Regions from separate parts of the Gossypium hirsutum genome. Here region 1 is linked to region 2. Evidence: chromatin contacts called from public Hi-C data. All regions are on one chromosome and are shown on one strand. The core of a region is the stretch at or near the end of the contact, and the rest is flanking DNA. Distances in the headings are between cores, read along the strand shown. Region 1 holds the start of LOC107901919 (heat shock 70 kDa protein, mitochondrial). Region 2 holds the start of LOC107901910 (protein BRICK 1).

Evidence for each region. Hi-C and Micro-C count contacts between places; a contact is called where the count stands out from the background.
Region 1: a contact with region 2 is called in a Hi-C map of leaf, with 1.8 times the contacts expected there. The contact joins the promoter of LOC107901919 here to the promoter of LOC107901910 in region 2. A contact is called at or near these places in 2 of 34 Hi-C or Micro-C datasets (both in leaf).

The regions. Positions count from the first base shown.
Region 1 is chrA11:57,282,583-57,289,188 of Gossypium_hirsutum_v2.1, reverse strand. LOC107901919 (heat shock 70 kDa protein, mitochondrial) reads right to left here and starts at 3,576. Exons shown (of 6, transcript XM_041081994.1): 1 at 3,425-3,576; 2 at 2,796-2,869; 3 at 2,640-2,718; 4 at 1,951-2,517; 5 at 1,257-1,877; 6 at 36-879. The coding sequence starts at 3,487. The coding sequence ends at 247.
Region 2 is chrA11:57,116,799-57,123,225 of Gossypium_hirsutum_v2.1, reverse strand. It overlaps LOC107901910 (protein BRICK 1), which reads right to left and starts at 2,408. Exons shown (of 2, transcript XM_016828090.2): 1 at 2,055-2,408; 2 at 1,641-1,977. The coding sequence starts at 2,187. The coding sequence ends at 1,853. It overlaps LOC121209953 (a long non-coding RNA gene), which reads left to right and starts at 2,619. Exons shown (of 2, transcript XR_005905213.1): 1 at 2,619-3,551; 2 at 3,826-4,911.

The DNA.
Region 1 (6,606 bases), core at 2,327-4,826, 160 kb before region 2:
AAGTAGATTTCGTTCATAACATGCGACACATAATATGCAAGTCAAAATGGCTTCGTTTACCTTCAAAGAATAGAGTGCTCAATAAAAACATATTCAATACTGCAAAATGAACATAAAATCCTAGGATTGCATCCACAATCCTGCAGCTTGAGTTTTTTTATGTAACGTCTATAAATCAATCTTGAAATATGATCGAATTAGTAATTGGAAGAAACATGTCGAGTATCATGTGTTCTTATTCAGGTTTTACTTCCTAGCCTCCTGATATTCTGCCTCGGGGGACTGATCCTCACCCGTGGACCCTCCAGAGCCAGAGGAACCACCATCAGAACCAGAACCCTTACTCATGTGCTCTCCAATCTTTGAAACAGCCTTATTGGCAGCATCCATTTTAGCCTTGATTTCATCTACACTGTCCCCAGCCATTGCATTCCTCAAATCTGCCACGGCAGACTCTATCTCTGAAGCAATCTCATTCGGAATCTTGTCTCTGTACTCATTCAAGCTCTTCTCAATATTGTATATGCTTGTGTCAGCACTATTTCTCAAGTCAATCAAAGTTCTTCTCTCCTCATCTTTCTGAGCATGCAATTCAGCCTCCTTCACCATCTTATCAATCTCATCCTCAGAAAGACCACCAGATGATCGGATTGTGATTTGCTGTTCTTTTCCAGTTGCCTTATCCTTGGCAGAAACAGTTACAATCCCATTGGCATCTATGTCGAATGTGACTTCAATTTGTGGCATCCCTCTAGGTGCAGGTGGAATACCAACAAGATCAAACTCACCCAAAATCTTATTGTCAGCTGCCATGTGACGTTCACCTTGAAGAACTTTAATTCCAACTTGAGTCTGGTTGTCTGCTGCAGTAGAGAAAACCTGAAACCACAAAAACCAGTGTAAATTTTTGCCGGGAAGGGATCTCAGCACATCTTAATATGTAAACTGAGAGGATGGTTAACAAATTAAAATACAACACCCGTCAATACCAGCAAGCAGAAAGACCATGCAATCAATTGGCACAACAATAACACTTGCACACATAAGATGGCAAGATTCATTTGTGCAAACATGTGCGCATTATCAAAACAATTTTTTTTTTTCATATTCTGTTGCGGGCTATATTACCGATAGAGAGAATTAGCTGCTCTCACACTTTAAGTATTGGAACAGTTTTAAATACTACCAGTGAAGTTATTGTACTCTCAAGTCATGAATATATCCGAGGCAACACAGAAATGTATCATAATACTGACCTGTGATTTTTTTGTAGGGATAGTTGTATTTCTGTTGATCAACCTGGTGAAAATTCCTCCAAGTGTTTCTATACCAAGTGACAGAGGAGTTACATCCAACAGAAGCAGCTCCTTAACATCACCTCGAAGGATACCACCTTGAATAGCAGCTCCCATTGCAACTGCCTCATCAGGATTAACCCCTTTGCTTGGAGACTTGCCAAATATTTCTGATACAATTTCTTGCACCTTGGGAACACGAGTCATTCCTCCAACAAGCAATACTTCATCCACATCATTGAGGGATATTCCGGCATCCTTCAAACAATTCTTACACGGAATTCTAGTTCTCTCAATCAGGCTGCTGACTAGACCCTCAAACTTGGATCTGGTTAGCGTTATATTTAAATGTTTTGCCCCTGAAGCATCAGCAGTTATGAATGGAAGGTTGATTTCAGTTTGGGATGTAGATGAAAGTTCAATCTTAGCCTTTTCGGCCGCCTCACGTAGCCTCTGCAGGGCAAGCCTGTCCTTCGAGAGATCAATGTTATCAGTTCTATTATATTCACTCACCAAGTATTCTAATAGTGCATTGTCAAAGTCCTCTCCACCCAAGAAAGTGTCTCCATTTGTTGCTTTTACCTGATAAAAAGGCTCTCCAAGTCAATCAATTTAGCAAAGCATGAATAAAACAAATAAAGAAATACAAGCATACCTCAAAAACACCATTCGAAATTTCTAATATAGAAACATCAAAAGTACCACCTCCAAGGTCAAATACTGCTATGATACCCTCCTTGTTATTCATCCCATAGGAAAGCGCGGCAGCAGTTGGTTCATTGATAATCCTTTCGACATCTAACCCAGCAATCCGCCCAGCATCCTTGGTGGCCTGCCTTTGTGCGTCATTAAAATATGCAGGAACAGTGATAACAGCTTTGGTCACCGTTTTACCAAGGTATGCTTCTGCGGTTTCCTTCATCTTTGTTAGAACAAATGCACCAATCTGGCTCGGGGAATAAGTTTTTCCATTGGCTTCAAGCCAGGCATCCCCATTGGGAGCTCTAACTATCTTGTAAGGTACCATCTTCATTTCTTTCTGTGTCTGAGCATCATCAAAACGTCTCCCAATCAGACGTTTTGTTCCAAAAAATGTGTTTGTTGGGTTGGTCACAGCCTGCCGTTTGGCTGGTGTTCCAACAATTAGCTCCCCCTGCTGGTTGAAGGCAACCACAGATGGTGTGGTTCTAGCTCCTTCAGCATTCTCAATTACCCTAGGATTCTGCAGAATACATACAAAGGACTTGAACAATCTGAATAAAATAGTTCCCATTTTCACAAAAAGAAATCCAAAATATATACTTCAACAAAGATCAATAATATTAGTCAGGAAGAATAATCTACCTTTCCCTCCATAACTGATACACATGAGTTGGTTGTACCCAGGTCAATACCAATAACATCATTACCAACAGGTCTTGAGCTGTAATGCAGGAATAACATCTTAGCAAATAATTAGCCACTGAGATTTGATAATGTTTTGAAGATATTTAAGAATACCTGAAGGATCTTGCCAAGGATGCCCATTTGACCAGTGGAGACCTAGCCAAGGATGTCTTTGCATTTCCAGTCAACTATATTAAGAATAAGAAACACTAGTAAGCTTCAGTGGCCAATTACAAAAAGTCCACCAGCAATATCTCATCAGAAAGAAACGAAACAACAATATTTCAATTTCTTTAAGTAAAGGTAAACCCAGAATCTTTCATAACCACAAACACATTGTAATCAGCAATTATAACAATTCAACAGCTGTTGCCTAACTAATGATGAACCAATCGAAGTTTAACTTAAACCCAAAATAAGTCCTAAAAGCTTTTTATTTTATATAGTTGATATAATTTGATCAAAAGGCTAGGCTAAGACCCAAAAAGATGAGAGAAATGAAAGAAATGAGAAAAAAAAACTCCATTGATGGTATTGCAACATAAAATCTTTGGCCTTTAAACAAACGAAAAAAGCGGGCAAAGACTCGACCATGTTCCCCAGAAATAGAGGAATCAAGTTATTACAGAGTTCTAAAATGAGTTAACATGAAAGAAAAAGAAAATGGAAAAAAATAAATCACATCAACCAAAAAGCAACAAAGACAGGAAAACGCAAAAGACCCAAGATAAAGAGAAACTTACGGATCTGCAAGCGGAGTGAAGCTCACGGCGCTGTAAAGCACGGCGGAGAACAGAAGCAGCCATGGTAAGAGCAAGATGATGAAGACCGTAGGGTTTAAAAGGCTGTGCTAGGGTTTTAGCAAATCTGATTGGTGGGCTTTATTTAACATTAAGGGATTTGTGATTGAATGACTGTTTTACCCTTGCCTAATTTTGAGAAGGACGGTTCCGTTGGTGGGCTTGGAAGGGTAAAATAAGAATACGATTAGAATATGTCAACGTTCAAAAGTTAGGGATCGTGGGCAACAAGAAATATGAGCAAAACTAATCCCTCAATATCTTTAGGGGTTTTTTATTTAGTGAAATACTTAATAAAATGTTTAATATGATATTTATATTTTGAAAATATTTAATTTAGTATTTTAACTATTAATATATATTTTATTATGATATATGTATTATAAACAAAAATAATATATAAAAGATGAATATGTGGATTTCTATTGCATTCTATATTTTTCATCATATGTACAAGTAGTATATTTCTCTCTCTATATATAGGGAGATTAGACTCTTCATATTCTAATACATAAATAGGAAATTAGTTACAAGAAGATGAAATGTGAAGATGAAATGTTTAAGGTTAAAGAAGATGAAAGGTGGAAGGTTGAGGGCGATGAAAAGTGAAAGGTTGAACATCCACTTAATAGCATTCAAAACACCCCTTGAATGTTCATTGTATAAATAATATGCCTAATTAAAAACCTTATTAGGAAAAAGAGTATATAATCATTTGATACATTGTATATCACAACAAAAAAAAATGTAGTGTAAATTTACTCCCCCTCATGTAAGTATCATTTAGGATCTTTGAGACAACGCAATCAAATGTTGAAAATTAACTTCTCAAATGTGGCAGTAGGGAGATCCTTAGTAAAAAGATCTGCTAAATTCTCACTTGAACGAATCTATTGAACATTTATATCTCCATTCTTTTGTAGATTATTAGTGAAGAAAATTTTTGGTGATATATGTTTTATTCTATCACCCTTAATTTATCCCTCATTAAGTTGTGTAATGCAAGTTATATTATCTTCATATAAGACTGTTAGAGCTTTTTTTTCAGAGCATAAACCACAATTTTTTCATATGTGATGAATTACAGACCTTAGCCACACACATTCACGATTAGCCTCATGGATTGCAAAAATTTCAACATGATTAGAAAAAATAACAACAATTGTTTGTTACATAGAACGCCAAGAAATTGCAGTACCACTATATGTGCAAACATAACCAGTTTATAATTGAGCATTATGAGGATTAGTAAGTACCCTACATTTGCAAATCCAACCAATTATGTTTTGGGTAGGTTAGGGAAAAATAAACGCATATCTCTTGTACCTTGAAGATAATGAAAAATATGCTTGACCCTATTCCAATGACTTCGGGTTGGACAAAAGCTAAATCTTACTAATAATTTGATAGCAAATGATATATCTGGTCGTGTATAACTAGCAAGATACATCAATGCACCAATAGCACTTAAATATGGTACTTCAGGACCAAGAAAATCTTTATCATTTTCTTGAGGATAGAAAATGTCTTTATTTACATTAAGTGACCTAACAACCATTAAGGTGCTCAACGGATGTACGTTAGCATGTAAAATCTTCTTAGCACTTTTTCTATATATGTTGTTTGATGCACAAGGATTCCATTCTTTAGGTGCTCAATTTGTAACCCTAGACAAAATTTTGTCTCTCCAAGGACTTTCATTTCAAATTCTTTTTTTTAAGCACTTCATTGTCATTAAAATCTCTTCAGAAGTCCCAATGATATTTAAATCATCAACATACACAGTAATTATAAAAAATCCTGGCTCAAACCTCTTTATAAAAATGCATGGGGAAATAGGATCATTATTATAGCCTCCCCTCAATAAGTACTCACTAAGGCGATTATACCACATGCACCCAAATTGTTTCAGTCTATTAAGGGATCTATTTAATTTGATTGAGTAATGTTCTCGAGAACATGAATTGCTGCCTTTGGCAGTTTAAAACCTTCTTGGAGTTTCATGCAAATGTTATTATCAAATGGGCCATATAAATAGGTTGTAACTATATCCATTAGGCATAAATCATGTCCTCTTATTCCTAGACTAATCAAGAACCTAAAAGTAGTTGCATCCACCACAGTAGAGTATGTCTCTTCATAATCAATACCAGGTCTTTGTGAAAATTCTTGTGCAAACATGCTTTATATCTCACAATTTCTCCTTTTTCATTTCTCTTTCTTACAAAAACTCATTTATATCCCACAGGTTTTAGACCTTCAGGTGTACGAACTACATATCTGAACACATTTCTTTTCGCAAGAGATTTTAACTCCGCCTCAATTGTTTCTTTCCATTTTGGACAATCATCTATTTAAATACATTATTCAATTGACATTGTCTGACAACCTGTTTTCAGTGGTGTAAGAAAATCATGGTTTTGGGACCATAATTCTAGATAGTGAGTTAATTTTATCATTTATTTAAAGCCTATTTACTCTTATGAAAGTTATATAAAAATTTGGTTGAGAAATTTTAGCATTTAGATAGTTAATTAAGGAAAAATAATTAAATATTAAAATTTAGTTGTATTAGTTAAAGGAGTTAATTAGTTATGGAAATGAAATCATATGAACTTAAATGGAAATTAGACAAATTTGGTTATGAGTGGACGGTTGTGACTTTGGTTTTAAGGAAATTTAATTAATTTTTAAAGGTTAGTTTAGTAATAAAACAAATAACTGGAATTGAAATAAAAGAAAAAGAAACATCATTATCTTTCTTGAGCTTGGAACAAATTAGAAGAAGAAGAAATTTTAACTTGTTAAGGGGGGAGTTTCGATTGCTGAGATGTTTGCAAGTAAGGGTAATTGACCATCGTTTTTGCTAATTTTTGTATTTTCATGATAGTTGAAGCTTAACCCTTGCAACCCGTATTTCATTTTGTAGAATTGTAAAGAGTTTGTGAGTTTACCATGAATGAATTTAAGTGTTCTGCTGTTTGTGAATGAATTTATAGGTTTGAGGATGGTTTAAGATGGTTTTATAATGTAGTTGTGAGTCGATTTTGAAGATAAGGGCTTAATTAATTTAATGTCTAAATTTCAAGGGTTTCTAGCTAATATATAGTTATTTAGGGATTGTT
Region 2 (6,427 bases), core at 1,159-3,658:
TCAAATTTAAGATACCAAGTACAACATCTTGGTTCATCTAAAAAAAATAAAAAAGATATACCAGACCTATAGCATCACTAGTAAAATGTAAAAATCAACATTAAAAGTTTTCCTTTCAATGAAAATTCAGGATGTTGCTGATTTCAAAGACGAGAAAAGGTTTTACTAAAACCATGATCTGAGGGGCATCCCAATCATCCAATCTCTAAATAACAGCCTTTTATTGAGAGGTTCTTTTCACTAACATGCTATTAATGCTATTTTCAAATAAGGAATTGACAAACTATTATTCTTCGTTCTACTGCCTATCCCCATTCTGAGCCATATCTATTTCTTCCCTAGAAAGTTGTATGATTCATGTGTAATATGGTGATCAATTTATTTTAACTTCCAGGGGTATAAGGAAGCAACAGTGAAGTCGAGGGGTCACTACCAGATTCTCTTATCTCACTTCCTGGACTTAACTCCATTATAAGTCGTTTTTTACACAAGGTTCTATATTGTGCTGCCAAACTATCTATTATCTGTTTCATATTATGAAGAAAAGTCTAGTAACTCAATTATCATGATATTTCTTCCCCAGATGTTAAGGATGCAATCCTCAACTTGAAAATGATCTCCCATCTTGCTTGAAGAGCTTGAGACTAGCCATCAAGAACGAAATTAAAATACAATTTATGACTTCAGAAAACAATGGAGGCATTTAAAAGAACCTGTACTGACATTTTGCTCTGTGTGTGTCCTGGAAATCAAGTGATATTGCTGCGTATGGATCTACTGTAGCTATTGCTGCTATTGGAAACATTCTGGTTTGCCTTTACAGACAAAAACTAATGACTAGTAGAAAACGTAATGGAAACAATTCTCAAGGCAAAGAGTAATCCATTGTCATGAATTTAATATCAACTATCTGCATTCTGAGTTTTGTATAAAGGTTAGAAGTATTTTTCTAGCTTGTATAATGTTCTGACAAAGTGGATTGATTTACCTTACCTACTTGAAAATGCAGATGCGGTGTTGCCCACAACTAGTACAGAAGTCTATGAATCCAGGATACCTCAACTCAAGAATTTGAGAAAGTGATAAAAAGTCTTTATTCACAAGTCGTCATCTTAGAATCCACCATTTATAGCCACAAGCAATATGTGTTAAAGCATATGCAAACTGATAACTGATTCAATCTATCTATAGCTAAACCACCTTATCTTGATTATGGAACAGTTCAGCAACTGATGACTTACCATGGTATAGAACTGACATTGCACTATGAATCCAGACTGATTGACTGAACACTCAACTTCAGGGGATATTAAAGCAATTGCCAACATAACATGTTTAAATTGACATCAATTAACATACAAGAGACCTTTCGAACATCTAAAATTTATAACCATTTTAAAGATGAATGAGCTGATGGCTAAAGGAGCCAAAAGAAAACATTTTAGTTATTCATTTAATAACTTTAAGCAGACTAACTAGCAAGTCACGCAAGAAGTAAAGTTTGAGTAAAATAGATCCAAATTCAGATTAAGAAGATTTTACTTTTAAACACAACCGTGCAGCTAATTGACAACTATTTTTTTCTAAGCAGCTGAAATATTGAAACAAGATTGACAAAAAATATACAATCAAGGAAAGGATGAATGAAAGAAAAATTCAACAGCAAGATGCTAATGTCTTACAAATATGACAGATTCGAAAGAAACGAAGAGCAAAAGTTCACTAATCGCCAAGGTTATTATATAGACAAAAAGAAAAAGAAGAAAACTTTGTTTTCCTACAACGCCGAAAACTAGGAGAGGAACAAAATCACGACAAAGATATGGAAACAAATACAACTTTTAAATATGAATCACGTACTGAAAAGAGAAGGGTTAGCGGAAGCAGTTCCAACTTGAACTTCAAGAAGCTCCAAACGACGTTCCAGGGTGTCCAGTTTCTCGTTCAAGGATGCTAATTTGCTCTTTGTTGTAGCCTCTAGAAGCAACCAAAAGAAAAATTAATAATTTTAAAAAGAAAATAGAAATTTGAGCTTGAAAATGAAAAAGAATTACCGAATTGGAGGAGAAATTCAAAGAGGCGACGAACATTGAGGGAAATGTGAGAGATGAATTCGCGATTCTCCCAATCGGCTTGGACTGCTATCCCTACGTTAACGGCGTTCGTTATCCCTCCTGCTCTTGCCATTTCTTCCCCTTTTTTCCCCTAAAGAGATGCCGATTTTTACAGATCTTCTTTGCCTCGCCTATTTCTGGCTTTTTCCTTTAAATTTCTTTTAAGAAAAATAATAATAAAATTGGTCCGGGTTGGTGGGTGGGTTGGTTTGGGTTAGTTGTGGTTTTATAATTGGCCATTTCACACTCGGAATTTATTCGCTTTTGTTTTGGCAAAAGAGAAACTAGAGCTATTAAATTGTGTAGATGTGAGAGCCAATCTCTTCATTAAAATAGGCTTAAATATAAAATTCATACTTCAACTTGTAAGTTTTTTTATTTACATTGGTGTCTGAATTTTTTTTCATAAATTAAATCGGTATTTTTTTATAACGTCGTTAAGTTAAAAATAAGTTACATAATAGAATTGTGACACATAACATTAATGACATTGATAGCAAGTTAATTTTGTGCTTTTAATGTATCTATTTTTAGCTAATTTTTTAATAGAATATTACTGAACTTATGAATTCTTGTTTAAATCTTATCAGGGATGAAATTGGAGTGCCAAAATTCAAAATCAAGCAAAACAGACTAAATCGGAACAAAAAGCAAGAAAAGTGGCCGAATTAGAAAAATTACAGAATTAGTGGTTGATTAAATCATATTTTTGAGATTGTCAAATTCTATAAATAGGGAAAATCTAATTTTAGTTGCATAATCTTAGAAGAATCATGCTAATTTTAGTTGGTTGATTCATGCTGAATATAGCACTTGAAAATTGTATAAATACTTGTATTAGTGGCTTGGAAAGATACACTTGAATTTACACTTGAATGGAATTAAATACAATTGCTTTCTTTTATTTCAGCCAACGTGTATAGCTTTTGAGCTTACTGTCAATTTCTTTTTTTTTTTTGTTCAATTGTTTTTTAAGCCCCGTTTCCTTTTCACTTGTCGTCATTATACTCAAATTCACTTTTAAACCCTAATTGAGTATGATTAATTTCATACTCAACTAAAAACCTGGTTATTATTCATATCGAGAATCGTGAGATATGAACGTATACTAAAACCTTGCAAACACGTTATTTATTATCTCTCCAGTATATGGGATAGTCACAATTGTCCCTTAAAGTTATCAATTTCAATTCAAAAAGCGCGCGTTAAGTTGGAGTTGTTTGGCATACAACTAGAAAAACGAGCCAGCTGTCGAGTTCCCGTGAACAAATTGGCATGTCCAAGTGGGTAAGGTTTGTTGGACCTCCGTCAAAGGAGATATTGATCGGATTTAAACAACCTACGCGGTTGAGACCGTTAATTCTAGTAGGGCTTTTCTAGATTGCAAGGCTGCAAAGATTTTAAATTGCAGACGCGTGTTACGTGATTAGATAATCGGTAAGGGTTAGTTTGTAGGTTATATCGGAACCAACTACACAAGAAAAAGTTGGCGGTTAAGGCATCTTTGATCATTATAACCAACTTATCATTTGGAAAGGAAAATCTACTTTCAAGGATCAATTCGATTTCGGAGCATACCAAAACTTAGGCTAAGCATTAATATATTTGATTCACCAATTTAATTTAATTTCCTTAATTTTATTTTGCAATCATTATTATTTTATTATTTTATTTTCTTTATCAATTAAATCTCCATTTTTATTTTTTTCAGCTCTGCAACGCACAGGTCATGAGCACGACAGCTATCTAGACTTGAGAATTTGATTATGTAAATAAAAAAATTAGAAGTCTCAATCCTTGTAAGGTTGACCCTACTACTTTATACTACTATTGAATTTAGTTAGAGCATAGAAAATTATATTTAGTGGTTTCAACGCTCATCAAACATCACGATGATGTCATAATTTAAAAAATATTAAAAATCAATAAAAACATTTTCAAAAGATAAAAATATAAAAAAAATGGTTTCTTATCTCTACTATTCCTCTCTTTGTATTCTGCAAATCGTAAAGCCAACAAGAGATCGTCGTTCTCGTTTTGTCTCCAACTCTGGTTCCTTTTCCTGTTCTTGTTCACAGTCTAGGTCTAGCTCTCGCTCTTATTTCGATTCAGACTCCAAATCCAAATCCAATTCTCGCTCTCGCTTTGTGTCCCGCTCCAGATCTGCTTCCCCGTCTAGCTCTCGTTCTCGCTCCAGATCTTTCTCCTCTTCCTCTCCTTCTAGTAGCGGTAGCTCTCGAAATCGTAATCCTTAACATCAAAGGTTACTTCCTCTGTAGATTTTAAGATTTTTTAATGAAATTTTCATATCTTAATTTTTTAAAGATATGAATCTAGCTGAGAGGTCGTCGTTCTCGTTTTGTCTCCAACTCCGGTTCCTCTTCCTGTTCTTGTTTACGGTCTAGGTCTTGTTCCTACTCTTATTCCGGTTCAAACTCTAAGTCCAATTCTCGCTCTCACTCCGTGTCCTACTCTAGATTTGCTTCCTTGTCTAGCTCTCATTCTTGCTCCAGATCTTTCTCTTCTTCCTCTCTTTCTCGTAGCGGTAGCTCTCGAAATTGCAGTCCTCCTCAATGTCGAAGGTTACTTCCTCTATAGATTTTAAGATTTTTTTTTTATGAAATTTTCATATCTAAATTTTTTAAAGATATGACTCAAGTCGAGAGGCACCTAAATGGTGAGGTTTTTTTTTTTTTTTTCCAAATATCTGTATGTATCCTCAAATGGGGATTTTTCATGATATGAGTAAACAGTAATTTCGTGTTTATGATTAACTATGACTGAAATCCATGATTTTGATTATGAAGTTTATTACATTTCAGTTTGTTAGTTGTTTTTTAATATATGAGTTTTTTATTTATTTATGAGATTTGTATATATTTGAGATATAGGTACTAAAAGTTAGTAAATGAATGATCTACGTCATGATAAGAACTTGGAAACTTGGCTTATGGTGTTCATGGTGTTGTAGTTCACCTAGTTACTTTATGTAGTAATTTAACTTTATTGAGTTGTGGTTGTTTGGAAGAGTTGGAAGGGTGAATTTTGACATATCTTTGTTTGCTAATTAAGTTGAATCCAATATATGTATTCAAGTGTCGATAAAAGTTATGGTTTTTAATTTTTTTTTAGATTTTTAATATATTTTTTAAATTATGACATCATTAATGCCACATCACAATTCTATTCTGCTACCTATCTTGAATTTAATTGTAAATTTAATTGTAATAGCCCATTTTTTTAATGGTACCAGAAACGGTGATTTTGGAATCCTGTTTTTTAATGATCGAGTTTGTAAATATTATTATTTAATATTTGTGAGTATATTATAATACTATATTAAATTTCGGTCTAGTAATTTTATTGAACGAATAGTTAATTAAGATACAAAAATTAAATTGTAAAAGTGGTAAAAGTTAATTGTTATAGATTTTTATTTATTAAAAAACCTATTTAGCAATTAAACTAAAGTTTCAATGGCAGTTAGAGCATTTTTAAAAGCGGTGGAAGGTTAACTGCTTTTTATTAAGAGAATTATGGGTTAAAATATTAATTAAACTATTATTATATGTTAATAATAAAAATAAAAATAAAAACAAAAATGGCATCATCATCCATTCAGGATGGGTTTGGATGGGCGATTAGGTGTAGTTCAGTGCGTTTAGTTTACTTTTTGTCTCACACTACAACATCGCTACACTATCTAATATCACTGTCACCGCTGTTTACACTAACCACAGGTAAACGTACCGCCTATCCAAACCCACCTTTAATTTACTTCCACTGAAATTTCAAACAAACACACCCGATAAACCATTTTTGGAAGCTTCATCATTCGGCCAAGCTTCTCATCCTCTCATGGTAAGTCGTTTGAAGTCATTTTTCATAAATTTTGTGTTTTTGAGATCGTGATAGCTCAATTTAGCTAATCCATGTTTTATTTTTCAAAACTTTTAAAGTTTCAAAATGTTTCCATTAATGAATTCTTGAAGTTTTGGTGTTAAAATATTAGTTTTTAAGCTTAGAAATGAAAAAAATGACTAGTTTGTAAAGTTTAAGTGTTAATTTTTAACATAAGGCTAAACTGAATAAGTTACAAAACTGCCATGAGATTTTGATAAAAATAGAGAGTGGAGAGTAGTATAAGGTCGTAATTGAAATCAAATTGTAAAATGAAGCTCAAATGTGTAAGTTATGATAATTTTAATTTCAGGGACTAAATTGAATAAAGTGTAAAATTTTAGGGGTTTTGTAAAAATGAAATTAAATAGGTTCATGCATATCATGGATTTTCATTTAAATGTTTGACATTG